Linked DNA regions of Sus scrofa: regions 1, 2 and 4 are each linked to region 3. A link is a contact called in public HiChIP or PLAC-seq data. All regions are on one chromosome and are shown on one strand. The core of a region is the stretch at or near the end of the contact, and the rest is flanking DNA. Distances in the headings are between cores, read along the strand shown. Region 1 has its middle 33 kb from the start of BHLHE41. Region 2 holds the start of BHLHE41 (class E basic helix-loop-helix protein 41). Region 3 overlaps ITPR2 (inositol 1,4,5-trisphosphate receptor type 2). Region 4 has its middle 50 kb from the start of ITPR2.

Region 1 (2,819 bases), core at 36-2,535, 390 kb after region 3:
GACACTTAGTGTAAAACTCAGTCACCATGGGCAAGTCCTCAAACTCTATGGGCCACAGTTTCCTTCTATGCAAAGTGATGATAATAAAACCTACCGTACCAGCTTCGCAGGGTTGTTTTTCATGCTCAGCTATGTGGCTCTCCATCCTATACAGTTGACCACACTTCCTGCCAACCACTTTTAGAGAGTGTGTCTGCCTGAGCATCTCTCTGTGTTTATCCATTCTTTAAATTATTGTTTTCTATGAAACATCTGTTGCAGTCAGCAGTATATCAGTGGCCTGGAGTCTCTTTCTTGTCACGGTTTGGGGATTCGCCACATTACATGTTTAACATCTCTGAACGTTTCACGTGACGGAGGCATGCTGGCCTTTCTGAGCCCCCAGATTGCTTTGTTTGTCACTCGGAGCCTTGAAGAGAGACCACTTTGGCCCAAGGAAAAACAGGTGGTGTGAGCCTAATTATCGCCCTGAGGTCCTCCCTTTCTCATTTCCTTTTTTTTTGTCTTTCTAGTCATGCTTTATTTGCATGTTTGCCCCACCATTCGAAGGAGATGCCATTTCTGCTCTCTCACACCCAGCCTCAGCACTTCCTTTCCCAAGGCAGCTGTTCGAATGGAAATACTGTGGGCTTTCTAATGCTGCAGACATCGGTTCTAATCCTGGCTCTGGTATTTACGAACTCGGTGATTAACGGTGACTTCTTTCTCTGCTCTTCTATCTCCTGGTCTGTGTAAACGGAAATCATGTCTATTTCAAGGGTTCTTGGGTGATTATGCTGTGTGCACCTGAGTCTGTGTGGTGATCAATACATATGAATTCTCTTCCTCCTTTTCTTCTTTTTATTCTCTGCTGTGACTTACTTTCATTCTAAGATTCTTTAACATCAAAGTACTCGGTACTGCCCTTCCCAGTCTGTTCCGAATCTTCGTCGTCTTTTCTGGGCCCTTTCGGAGCTGAATGGTTCAGCCCCTATGCTTTCGTCCTGGAGAGCCTAGATGGGAAATTCAGACCCCTTGCCTCCCAGCTCTACGTCCGCAGAGTTATCAACTCACCCTGTTAAAAGGGGCTGACCAAAAGACTCATCTTACAGGTCATTGTGATTCATGATGGTGGTACATGAAAAAGCTTGCCGTGGTGGGCTTCACACATAGTAAGTACATAGTCAGTTAGCTCTGATCTTTGTCCCCCTGATTCATTATTAAATCTTGCTCTTTCCTTTACATTCATCATGAACGATCTGCCTTCATGTTCTTCTAACCTCAGATTTCCTCTTTCAGATTAACTCTTCCCCTTTCTGCCAAATCACCCTCTCGCCTACACACATATTACAAAACCACTCAAGGAGTATCTGTCTATTACTGGGCCAGAAGACACTTTCTTAAATGTTAAGATTTTTTTTTCCTTTGAAGTCATAAAATTGTATGCTAGAGCCACTGAGGGTCATTTTTACATTGTTGAAGACTTGCTTATCTCTCATTTATTTCCTCTGCTCCCAACTCAATGACATCCTCTTCTATTTCAGATACCTGCTCCTATTCCCTTCATCTGTGGCCCTTTTTTCTGTGTTCACAATTATTTTTTTCTTTAATTTTCCCCCCACTTATCTGGTGATTCAGCTCTCCCGGATCCATCTGAACCAGTAACTTTGACTCATGATTCACTCTCTATTATCCGACCTACCCAATATAAGAAGAAACAGCTGTTACCCAGGGGCCCGGCTTTATACAATGAATACACCCATCATTAGTTTAAATCAGCCAACAGCCAAGTTGTTCTAATTCAACAGTCTTAGAGTATGGTTTTGCTTTTTTTTTTTTTCCCTCTAAAAAACAGATGTTCGGTGAAGAATAGAAATTCCCCAGTAGTTTGAAAGATATCCAGATATAACTCCCAGTAAAATTTTTCATCTATGTAAATTGATCTATTCCTGGGTTTTCTATGTTATTCTGTTGTCATAAGCAAATTTCTCACCCCACACCTACCATCACGGTGCCCCAAGCTCCAGGTCCAAACCCAATTTTTTTCTAACACAACTCTGGCCCAGGATCTGCTCTGATTCTGTGTTACTGGAACCAGTTCTATTGTGTTCTATACATATTGCTGCCCCTTAATCTGCTTGCTGATAACATGCAAACAAAAAGCACTCTAGAGCTTCCAGTAACTGAACTCATAGTAGGTACCACATTCTGAACTAAAATGTTTCCTATCTCAGTTAACCCTCATAGGTACCATTTTGATTACTTTTTTACAGATTAGAAAACTCAGGGTTTAATACACTATAAGGAAAGTATTATAGCTACATCCACTTAACAAATTATAAAGCTGAGGCATAAAAAGCTTAAATAATTTGCTTAATTAAGTTCATGGGGGTAAGGTAATGTGACAGAAAGCAGCAATATGGGGGTGTGAGTGGGGGTGCTACTCTAGATAAAATAGCAGAAGAGTCTCTTAGGACATCATATTAGTTAGAATTCTCCAAAGAAACAAAAAACAGTTCAGGAGATGATAGATAGATAAATGATGATAGATAGATAGATATAGATAGATAGATAGATAGATAGATAGATAGATAGATAGATAGATTTAGTATTAGGTACTGCCTCATGTGGTTACAGACACAGAGAAATCTCATGACCTGTCATGTGGAAGCTGGAGATGCAAAAAATCAAAGGCCTGAGAGGCAGAGAGCTACCCCAATTCTGAAGGATGAGCACCAGGAGTCAAGGATCAGGAGAAAATCAACACGCTATCTCCAGTAGTCAGTCAAAGATTGAATTCTTCTGCCTTTTCATTCCTTTCAGGCTTCAAAGGATTGGAT
Region 2 (2,700 bases), core at 97-2,596, 430 kb after region 3:
CGCGTCTCCGCCCAGGACTCGGGAGACTGCAGCAGCGCGGCCGCGGCCCCGGCGGCTCCTGGAGGCGGGGAAGAGGCACGACTCCCGCAGACACGTGACCTCCTTCCAGCCGCCGCTTCCCGCGACCCAGATCCGTCCCCGGAACCCGCGCTCGGCGGGGCGGGCCGGGGGACACGTAGCGACGGCCCCAAGTCCCTGCTGCGCCCGGGTTCGCGTGCATTCGGCGTACTTCTCGCCTTGGTTCACGTGCCAGTGGCAGTAATGACTATTTCGGGGATCACCCAGGAGAATGCAGGCAGGAAAGACTTTTGGTTTGATATCTATGTAGATAGATAGATAGATAGATAGATAGATAGATAGATAGATAGATAGATAGATAGATAGATAGATAGATAGATAGGAGAGAGATTAATATATATTCTCCCTATCCCCTCCTGGCAGACCCAGTGGGGGCAATGGGCCCGGAGACCTGGGAATCCCGCAGGACGCGCTTTCCCTCGGTCTCCGATGTCCCTTGCGGCCCGCTGCGCCAGGCACCAGGGGCAGTGCGCAACTGCGGGCACCTCCCGGTAACTCTCACTAGCAGTGAGTCATGCTCCGGGGATGGCTCTGGGGAAAGGTAGCCCGGTTCGAGGTGGCCTGTGCTTTCCCCGAGCGGGGCACCGAGGCTGCAGGGCAAGCGCGCGCACGCGCACACGCGCGCGCGGGTTCCCCGTGCAGTGATGTGGCAGCAGCGGCAGGTCGGATCACGTTGCTGGCCCTGTGCTGGTACCCGTTTGAGACAGGATTAAGGAGGGAGGCTTTGGAGGTACCAGCGGTAGTAAACGTGGGCTCTGCACACTCCCGGCGTCTCTTATCACACGAAGGGGGAGGGGCGGGGAAAGTGCGCAGCGCCACCCGAGGCGCAGAGGGGCGGCGGGGCTTAGCGGGCGATTGGTAATGCTGCATTGCTTTTTCGCGGGAGCCCCTCTCTTGCCACCCCATCCTATTCCCCTCCCTCCCCGCCGCGTTCCTGAGGGAGCTCCTGAGAACCCAAACGTCGTCATCTGTGGCTGTGATTAGTGGCACCGCAATTCCGGCTGCTGCGGGAAGTTTGGACACTGTGGGGCAGAAAGACACTTGGATTGCGACATTCTGACCCAGTGGCTACATTTTCACTTATCTTAAATCTCTCGGGGAGCAGATTTCATGTTGTCCCTTTTGGGGGCAACCTCCAATCAGGTCTAGGGGTCCCCCCAGGCCACTGAGCGTAAGCAAACAAGTCTCCAAATTGTCCTTCGGGACTGAAGTTGACCCATCGCGAATTCTCTTTCTCTTTCCTTTCTCTGGTCCAAACCAACAGCACAGTCTGTGGAAAAGTAAAAAGCCACGTTCACGTTCCTATCCGTAAGGACAGACGGATTGAAGGAGTCGCACTTCCCAGCGGAGGAAGCCCAAGCTGCCCCGCACCCCCGGGCGCCCCCTCCCACTCCCCCAGCTGACTGCGCTGCCTTGGGGAAGCTTAATAGCCTGGCTGAAGTTGTTTTTCCTTTCCGGTGGCCCTGATCAGGTGTCCCCGCCCCCTCCCGCCGTCCGCCTTCCCTAGCAGCCTTCTCCCGACGCCCCCTCCTGGCCCGGCCCCTCCTCCCCCGCCCCCCTCCGGGCTGGACCGCGGATGGTACGTTCCGCACGTGAGCTGGGTGCTGGTCTGGCCGGCGACGCGCGTGCCCTGTGGCCAAACACTGCCCGGAGTGAGAGCAAACTACCAGCGCAGTGGAGCCAGCGCGAGTGTGCGTGCGTGTGTGTGCGTGTGTGTGCGAGAGAGCGAGCGCGGAGGGAGGGGGGGACCAACTGCTTCACACTTTCAACACTGCACTGAAGAGGGAGAGAGAGAGAGAGACTGGAGACGTACAGATTCCCCCCAGGATCTCCCAGGGCTACCGTCCCACAGATTATAGAACAGAACCCCAAAAATCGAAACAGAGGAAACGGACAGCGATTGAACATGGACGAAGGAATTCCTCATTTGCAAGAAAGACAGTTACTGGAACATAGAGATTTTATAGGGTAAGGTGCACGCACCCTTGCGAATATCTGTCTAGGCTTCAGTTTGATTTTTTTTTTTTTTTTTCTTCTCCAGAAAGTGGTATGGAGCGGGGAGGGCAGAGCCCCTCTCGGAATGGGTTCCTGATGCTGATTTCTATTTTGCAGACTGGATTATTCCTCTTTGTATATGTGTAAGCCCAAAAGGAGCATGAAGCGAGACGATAGCAAGGTAAGTGTAAGTTTCCGACGTTCCTCTTAACCTGCCTGGATAGTTAATTAGGGCCATTGATTTAACAGGGAAGTCTGCCCGCAAATATATTACAGATCTTGAGCTTCCCCAACTGAATTTTAAGTGGTTTGCTGGATACTCTCAGGGGGAGTTTAAACATCATACCTGAATTTAAATTGCATTTCAGAACAGTCCAGAGGAAAGAGGTTTCTTGGGCATAGTTTCTCACATAGTATGTTTTGGGGGGAGGATGGCAGGGTATTGTTAAATCCAGTGAATGAATGTTTAGTTTATTGTTTTCTCTCTTCCATGACTCTCATGTATTAAGGATACCTACAAATTACCGCACAGATTAATAGAAAAGAAAAGAAGAGACCGAATTAATGAATGCATTGCTCAGCTGAAAGACTTACTGCCTGAACATCTAAAGTTGACAGTAAGATGCA
Region 3 (2,985 bases), core at 81-2,580:
TAAGGCTGGGAATTTATAGAAGACCCTATAGGTCATTTTCAGGAATAACCAGCTTATGTTTGACAGTTGGTTATACTTTGTATAGATAGATGTGAATATGATGTAAATGCTATGTAAATAGTTGCCAGCCTTTGGTAACCTTATTTTGCTTTTTGATCTTTGGTTGGTTGAATTCTTCGAGGCGGGGATAACAGATAAGGGCTGACTATATTTTCCTTTACTCTCATACTTTATTTCTGGCCACCAAGTGTCTAAGTTTCCTCTCGCATTGACCAGTTTTCCACCACCAGCTGGTGGTCTTACAAATAACTCAATTCTGACACTTCCTACCTAGTGTTAGTATCAGATCCCACAGTTAAGGGGTCAGTTCTAAAGGCTGCCTCCCTCCTTCAGATGCCAAAGCAAGTTCAGGTTTCTACCTGTGTTCTCTCTGACTGGCTATACATCCAAGGTTCCCATGACCTCCTCCTCAGGACGGATAATTTGCTAGAGTGGCTCACAAAACTCAGGAAAAACAGTTTCCTTACTAAATTACAAGTGTATTATGAAAGGGTACAACTCAGGAGTAGCCACATGGAAGAGATGCATGGGACAAGCATATGAGAAGGGGTGTGGCCCTTCCACGCCCTCTCCTGGCGTGCCACCCTCCCCAACACCTCCATGCATTCACCAGCCCACACAGTCCTCTAGGGCTTTTTATGGAAACTTCATCCTGTAGGCATGATTGATTGTTAACTCTGTTTCCAGCCTTCTCCCCTCTCTGGGGAATGGGGGTGGGGGCTGAAAGTTCCAGACTTCTAAGTGTGATTTGGTCTTTCTGGTGAGCCAATCAGGTGCCTGCCAAGAGTTGCCTCATTTAGAACCAAAGATGCTGCCATCACTCAGGAAGTTCCAAGGGATTTAAGAGCTCTGTGTCAGACACTCCTATTATTCAGGGAATTAGAAGGATTTGAGGAGCTTCTTGTCAGGAACCAAGGTCAAAGACCAAAGATCAGCAGAAACCATGGGCAGAGACTATTATTATTTCACACATTGCCCTTATTATTTTTCTTCCCGTTTCATTATTGGAAAGGTGAAATATTTGCTGTTTGCTTTCTCTCTTGCTTGCTTAGAAGCTGCAGTGTTATACGTGTTTTCTATCCTGATAGAATCTTGTATGCTGTGTGACTGGTTTTAAAGGAACTGTTTCTACCAGTAGGGAAATGGTCCCTGTTTTATTCGCTGCTGTGAAAGGCTTAAAACATGTGACTGTCCATGTGAACAGCCTGTGCAGATTAAAGCTGCAGGGCATGATTGGAGGAGACACGGACTGCCAAGCCACGAGGCGGCTAAGAAGGCGTCCTCTGCCAACGACAGCATGGGATTATGTAACGCCTGCAGTGTCTGGCACTGTGCTCCACTGGAGACACATCACGTGTTGTGCAATGCTCTTGGCCCTGAAATTCAATTAGATTGCTTTGAATGATCCGTGAGTCTGCATGAGATAAGCTTTTACTGCTCTACACTAGAAAGCAAATGGGTTGATTAGCCCCACATAAATTGAGAAATTGCCGTTATAATTCCAGCAAGGATATTTGCATTATATATACATCATCCTGCAACAGAGGAGCAGAATTTAAGCATTATGTAACCTGACTAAATAATGGGGAGAGGGACCCATCCCTTACGACTAGAAAAAAAATATTTTCTTACAGTCACTTAGGAATAACGTTTCTTTTTTAAAAAAGAGATGTTGCCATTGTGTGGGGGGATTGGCTTAAAGGCTGCCTGTGTGGGGTTTTTTTTGTTGTTGTTTTTGGTTTTTTTTAGTGCCATGACCTATGAATGAAAATAAAGAAATTCATAGAATGATGATTTGGTGGGCGGAGAAGAAACTTTTGTTAGAAAGACTTTTAAATTGTGAGTTCAGTGGCCTTTTTGTATTTGAGTTTACTCTCTTTGTGAAGTTGTAGCTAATCAACTTACAGAATTGGGCACCATCAGAAATTAACCCCACATTGTTTGAATGAACTTTTTAATATCTTTTCACAAAGGAAGATCTGGGATGGAGGAGGCAAGGTAATAGTAAATGTTGAGAAACTGAGACCTTGGAATGAAATTGAGGTTGTTTGCATACTAAGGGCTTAAAGAGCCACTGGGAAGCTACCAAAATCAATGATGTGAGCTTGACTTTCCCAGCTCCTCATACTCCCATTTTCCAAATAGGACTTGAGGTTTCAACCGAAAGCCCTAGTGAGAAATTAATATTCATTAGGAGAGTTCCCACTGTGGCTCAGCCGTAAAGAACCCAACTAGCATCCATGAGGATGTGGGTTCGACCCCTGGCCTTGCTCAGTGGGTTAAACATCCGGTGTTGGTGCGAGCTGTGGTGTAGGTTGCAGATGTGGCTTGGATCCTCCGTTGCTGTGGCTGTGGTGTAGGCAGGCAGCTACAGCTCTGATTCAACCCCTAGCCTGGGAACCTCCATATGCTGCAGGTGCAGCCCTAAAAAAAACCAAAAAACAAAAAAAGAATTGTTTAGGACACTCAGTTGAAACCAAAAGCTCGAAATGCTATGCAGAGCACTTCTATTTTATATATTAACAGATTAGTAGTCCCATTCCTTTCTGATTTTAGGTAAGGTAGTCTTGAACTATAGCAAAACCACCACTCTAGTGGCTTTTTCCCTATTGAAAAAGGATTTTATTTCTCTCTTATCCTTTGAAAACCTTAGGACACGAATTCGTCCAGTGTAACCATATATCCTGACTTTAGTGCAAGTGGATATTCACAAGTAGGTTGTTTTCTAAAAAGTCATAGTAAAACCCAGATTTTAACAATTTTTCGTTTTGATAGATTATCTGAATTTTGTGAGATTTAGCATACATAGGTATTTCACATTGTTTTAACTTTTCTAACTATGTGCAGTAGGTATTATTACTAGTATTTTTATTAACCAAAGGGAAAACTGATGTGTAGAGAGGTACAATGAGCTCCCCAGGGCCA
Region 4 (2,700 bases), core at 179-2,678, 380 kb before region 3:
TGGCACAGTGGTTAACAAATCCGACTAGGAACCATGAGGTTGCGGGTTCGATCCCTGGCCTTACTCAGTGGGTTAACGATCCGGCGTTGCCGTGAGCTGTGCGGTAGGTCGCAGACGCGGCTTGGATCCTGCATTGCTGTGGCTCTGGCGTAGGCCGGTGGCAACAGCTCCGATTAGACCCCTAGTCTGGGAACTCCATGTGCCGCGAGAGCGGCCCAATAAATGGCAAAAAAGACAAAAAAAAAAAAAAAAGAAGAAGAAGACTCTGCCCTCCACTGCTCCACTGGAAAGATTTGTGGGAAGTTTTATAGTAAAAAGGAGAAAAACAGGCTTTCAGATAAGAATTAGGATTGGGGCAAACATGCATTCTTCTTTCTTTGGGTAAATCTTGGTCATCAAAGCTGGCATCAGATCTCCACATGTTCTTGGTGGTGGTCTTCTGGGTCACTGACTAGAATAACAGGACTTGTGAAAAGGGTGTATTGATCAGAGATTAGAACAAAGTAGGAAAGTTCCTGAAAAACATCATGTAAACCCACAGGCAATTGTGCTCATGGTGCCTAATCTTTAGCTTACAGGTGATCGTGTTTAGGGTGCAATTAAGACCAGGAGAAGGACAAGGAAGGACTCTAAGCTGTTCAGTGTTAAAGTATTTACTTTTAATATAAGCATAAGGAATATCACTTCTCTCTTAGGTGTATAAGATGCCGACATCATTCTGTGTGCCCCTTGAGAGGGAACCAGGATCCTGCCCAAAGACTGTACTATGGTTTTTTGACCGTTGTCTCTGCATCCCCTTCCTTCCCTGATCAGCAATTGTCTGAATCTGCCCCTTGGAACTTAGGGAAGGCCATGGAGGCTGAATGAGGTCTATTTCCTAAAAGTAAGAAATGGGGTTGGGGGGAGTTCCCGTCGTGGTGCAGTGGAAACGAATCCGACCAGGAACCATGAGGTTGTGGGTTTGATCCCTGGCCTTGCTCAGTGGGTTAAGGATCCGGCGTTGCCGTGAGCTGTGGTGTAGGTGGAAGACACGGCTCAGATTCCAGGTTGCTGTGGCTGTGGTGTAGGCCGGCAGCTACAGCTCCGATTTGACCCCTAGCCTGGGAACCTCCATATGCCGTGGGTATGGCTCTAAAAAGACCAAAAAAAAAAAAAAAAAAAAAAAAAAAGAAAAGAAAAGAAAGAAAGAAAGAAATGGGGGGCATAGAAAGGTTTTTGTGCCCAGGAACCCCATGGGGCCCTGCTCTGTTACAAACTGATGTAGCTCCCAACCAGTCACCCATCTTCTGGGCCAAAGACGTGAGCAAATGACTCTGGCCTGGTCAGTCATAATCCTCAGTTCCTCCTGCAGTGGGGAAAATCCAGGTTTGGGGAAGAGACCCGGGCTCAGCTTACCAGATCCTTTTACTGTCTTCCGGGTTTTTACATGGACATGCTGGGACATAAACTCCCTTTCCTCTAGAGCTGCTGTGTTAACCTGCCACTCCCTATCTCTACTCCTTCAGATCTCCACTCCACCCCAATCTTCTTGCAGAACCCCAAGACTAGCCTTTTCTGGTTTCTAGAACTTGTTACAGAACAGCCCAGACAGGTACAGCCACTCAGGGTACTAGTTACAATGAATTCCTTTTCAGCTCTCAACGGACTGAGGGCTCGAGCCTTTCTTCTGCACCGTGAGCACGAGGTTAGGCTTGGCCAGTAGAGGGCACCAGAGAGACGCTGCAGGGAGACGGAAAAGCTGGTTTCCCTGCGAGGTTTTTGGTCTGGCTGCCTGCTGCTGGAAGGAAGGCTCAGCAAGGTTGTGTGTGGAAGCAGACATCAGGTGTCCTCTGCAACAGCCACACACTGTCCCTTGGTGACCTTGCAGCCCGGCCCAGGCCCAGCTGACCACTAACCGTGATCCTACTGCCTGGACACTGGTGTGTTCCAGAGCCTCTCTGTGTATCCACCCACCAGCCAAGGCACATCTATATCCTGGAAGGTTGTTTCCTCCTGGACCAGCTCTGGCTTAAGCAACCCAGAAAAATTCCTTGCCATCCTGTGGGTGGCAATGGTCCTTTTCCCTAAGGAGGTCTAAACCCTCTTCCGAGTTTTCTCTCTCTTAGGCACTCTTAAGCAGTTGTAGGTACAATTTAGAGTCCTTTTTTAAAAGTTACTCTTCTGTCCTAGCTAATAATTCTTTACATAAAACCTTCCCTGCTCAAAGTACTTTGTTTCCTGATTGTCCAGATTTATTCACCCCCTTTTTTTTTTTTTTTTTGGCCATGCCTGGGGCATGTGGAAGTTCTCACCAGGGATGGAACATGAGCAAAAGCAGTGACTCAAGCCACAGCAGCGACGACACCAGATCCTTAACCCACTAAGCTACCTTATTCTTGACATTAGTCTTAGTTTCTGTGATTAGCTTGGTTCACTTCTTAGCTCTATGTTGTTAGTGTTTTATTATTACTGTTCCCCTTTGAGGTCTATGTATAATGGGAGAAACAATCACTGTCTTACCTGTTATTGTGCATATGGAAAAGTCTGTTAATTATGAAGTGATATATTTTTCTTTTTTTCTTTTTATGGCCAAACCTGTGGCATGTGGAAGTTCCTGGGCCAGGGGTTAAATCTGAGCCTGCACCTCAGCCACAGCAATGCCAGATCCAGCAGCTGCATCTGTGAACTCCACTGCACTCTGCGGCAATGCTGGATCCTTAA

Evidence for each region. HiChIP or PLAC-seq counts read pairs in DNA pulled down with a chosen protein or histone mark.
Region 1: an H3K27ac HiChIP or PLAC-seq map of alveolar macrophages shows a contact between it and region 3. The contact joins two enhancer-like sites. A contact is called at or near these places in 1 of 47 Hi-C or Micro-C datasets (epiblast stem cells) and 1 of 2 datasets of contacts at active chromatin or transcription factors (alveolar macrophages).
Region 2: an H3K27ac HiChIP or PLAC-seq map of alveolar macrophages shows a contact between it and region 3. The contact joins the promoter of BHLHE41 here to the enhancer-like site in region 3. A contact is called at or near these places in 2 of 5 promoter capture datasets (fetal skeletal muscle and liver), 20 of 47 Hi-C or Micro-C datasets (adipocytes, alveolar macrophages, embryonic fibroblasts and 11 more) and 2 of 2 datasets of contacts at active chromatin or transcription factors (alveolar macrophages and skeletal muscle).
Region 4: an H3K27ac HiChIP or PLAC-seq map of alveolar macrophages shows a contact between it and region 3. The contact joins two enhancer-like sites. A contact is called at or near these places in 1 of 47 Hi-C or Micro-C datasets (embryonic fibroblasts) and 1 of 2 datasets of contacts at active chromatin or transcription factors (alveolar macrophages).

What each region holds. Positions count from the first base shown.
Region 1 is chr5:47,652,761-47,655,579 of Sscrofa11.1, forward strand. No RefSeq gene overlaps it. Among named protein-coding and RNA genes, the nearest start is that of BHLHE41, 33 kb to the right of the region's middle. Within about 2 kb of position 1,286, at least 3 of the 83 cell types and tissues checked have an H3K27ac peak or open chromatin away from gene starts, as enhancers often do. A contact at or near this core is called in alveolar macrophages, where this site is marked.
Region 2 is chr5:47,686,316-47,689,015 of Sscrofa11.1, forward strand. It overlaps BHLHE41 (class E basic helix-loop-helix protein 41), which reads left to right and starts at 1,347. Exons shown (of 5, transcript XM_003355541.4): 1 at 1,347-2,046; 2 at 2,191-2,254; 3 at 2,583-2,690. The coding sequence starts at 1,985.
Region 3 is chr5:47,260,476-47,263,460 of Sscrofa11.1, forward strand. All of the region lies in intron 38 of ITPR2 (inositol 1,4,5-trisphosphate receptor type 2), which reads left to right. Among named protein-coding and RNA genes, the nearest start is that of ITPR2, 330 kb to the left of the region's middle. Within about 2 kb of position 1,331, at least 39 of the 83 cell types and tissues checked have an H3K27ac peak or open chromatin away from gene starts, as enhancers often do. A contact at or near this core is called in alveolar macrophages, omental adipose tissue, retroperitoneal adipose tissue and 2 more, where this site is marked.
Region 4 is chr5:46,884,898-46,887,597 of Sscrofa11.1, forward strand. No RefSeq gene overlaps it. Among named protein-coding and RNA genes, the nearest start is that of ITPR2, 50 kb to the right of the region's middle. Within about 2 kb of position 1,429, at least 16 of the 83 cell types and tissues checked have an H3K27ac peak or open chromatin away from gene starts, as enhancers often do. A contact at or near this core is called in alveolar macrophages, where this site is marked.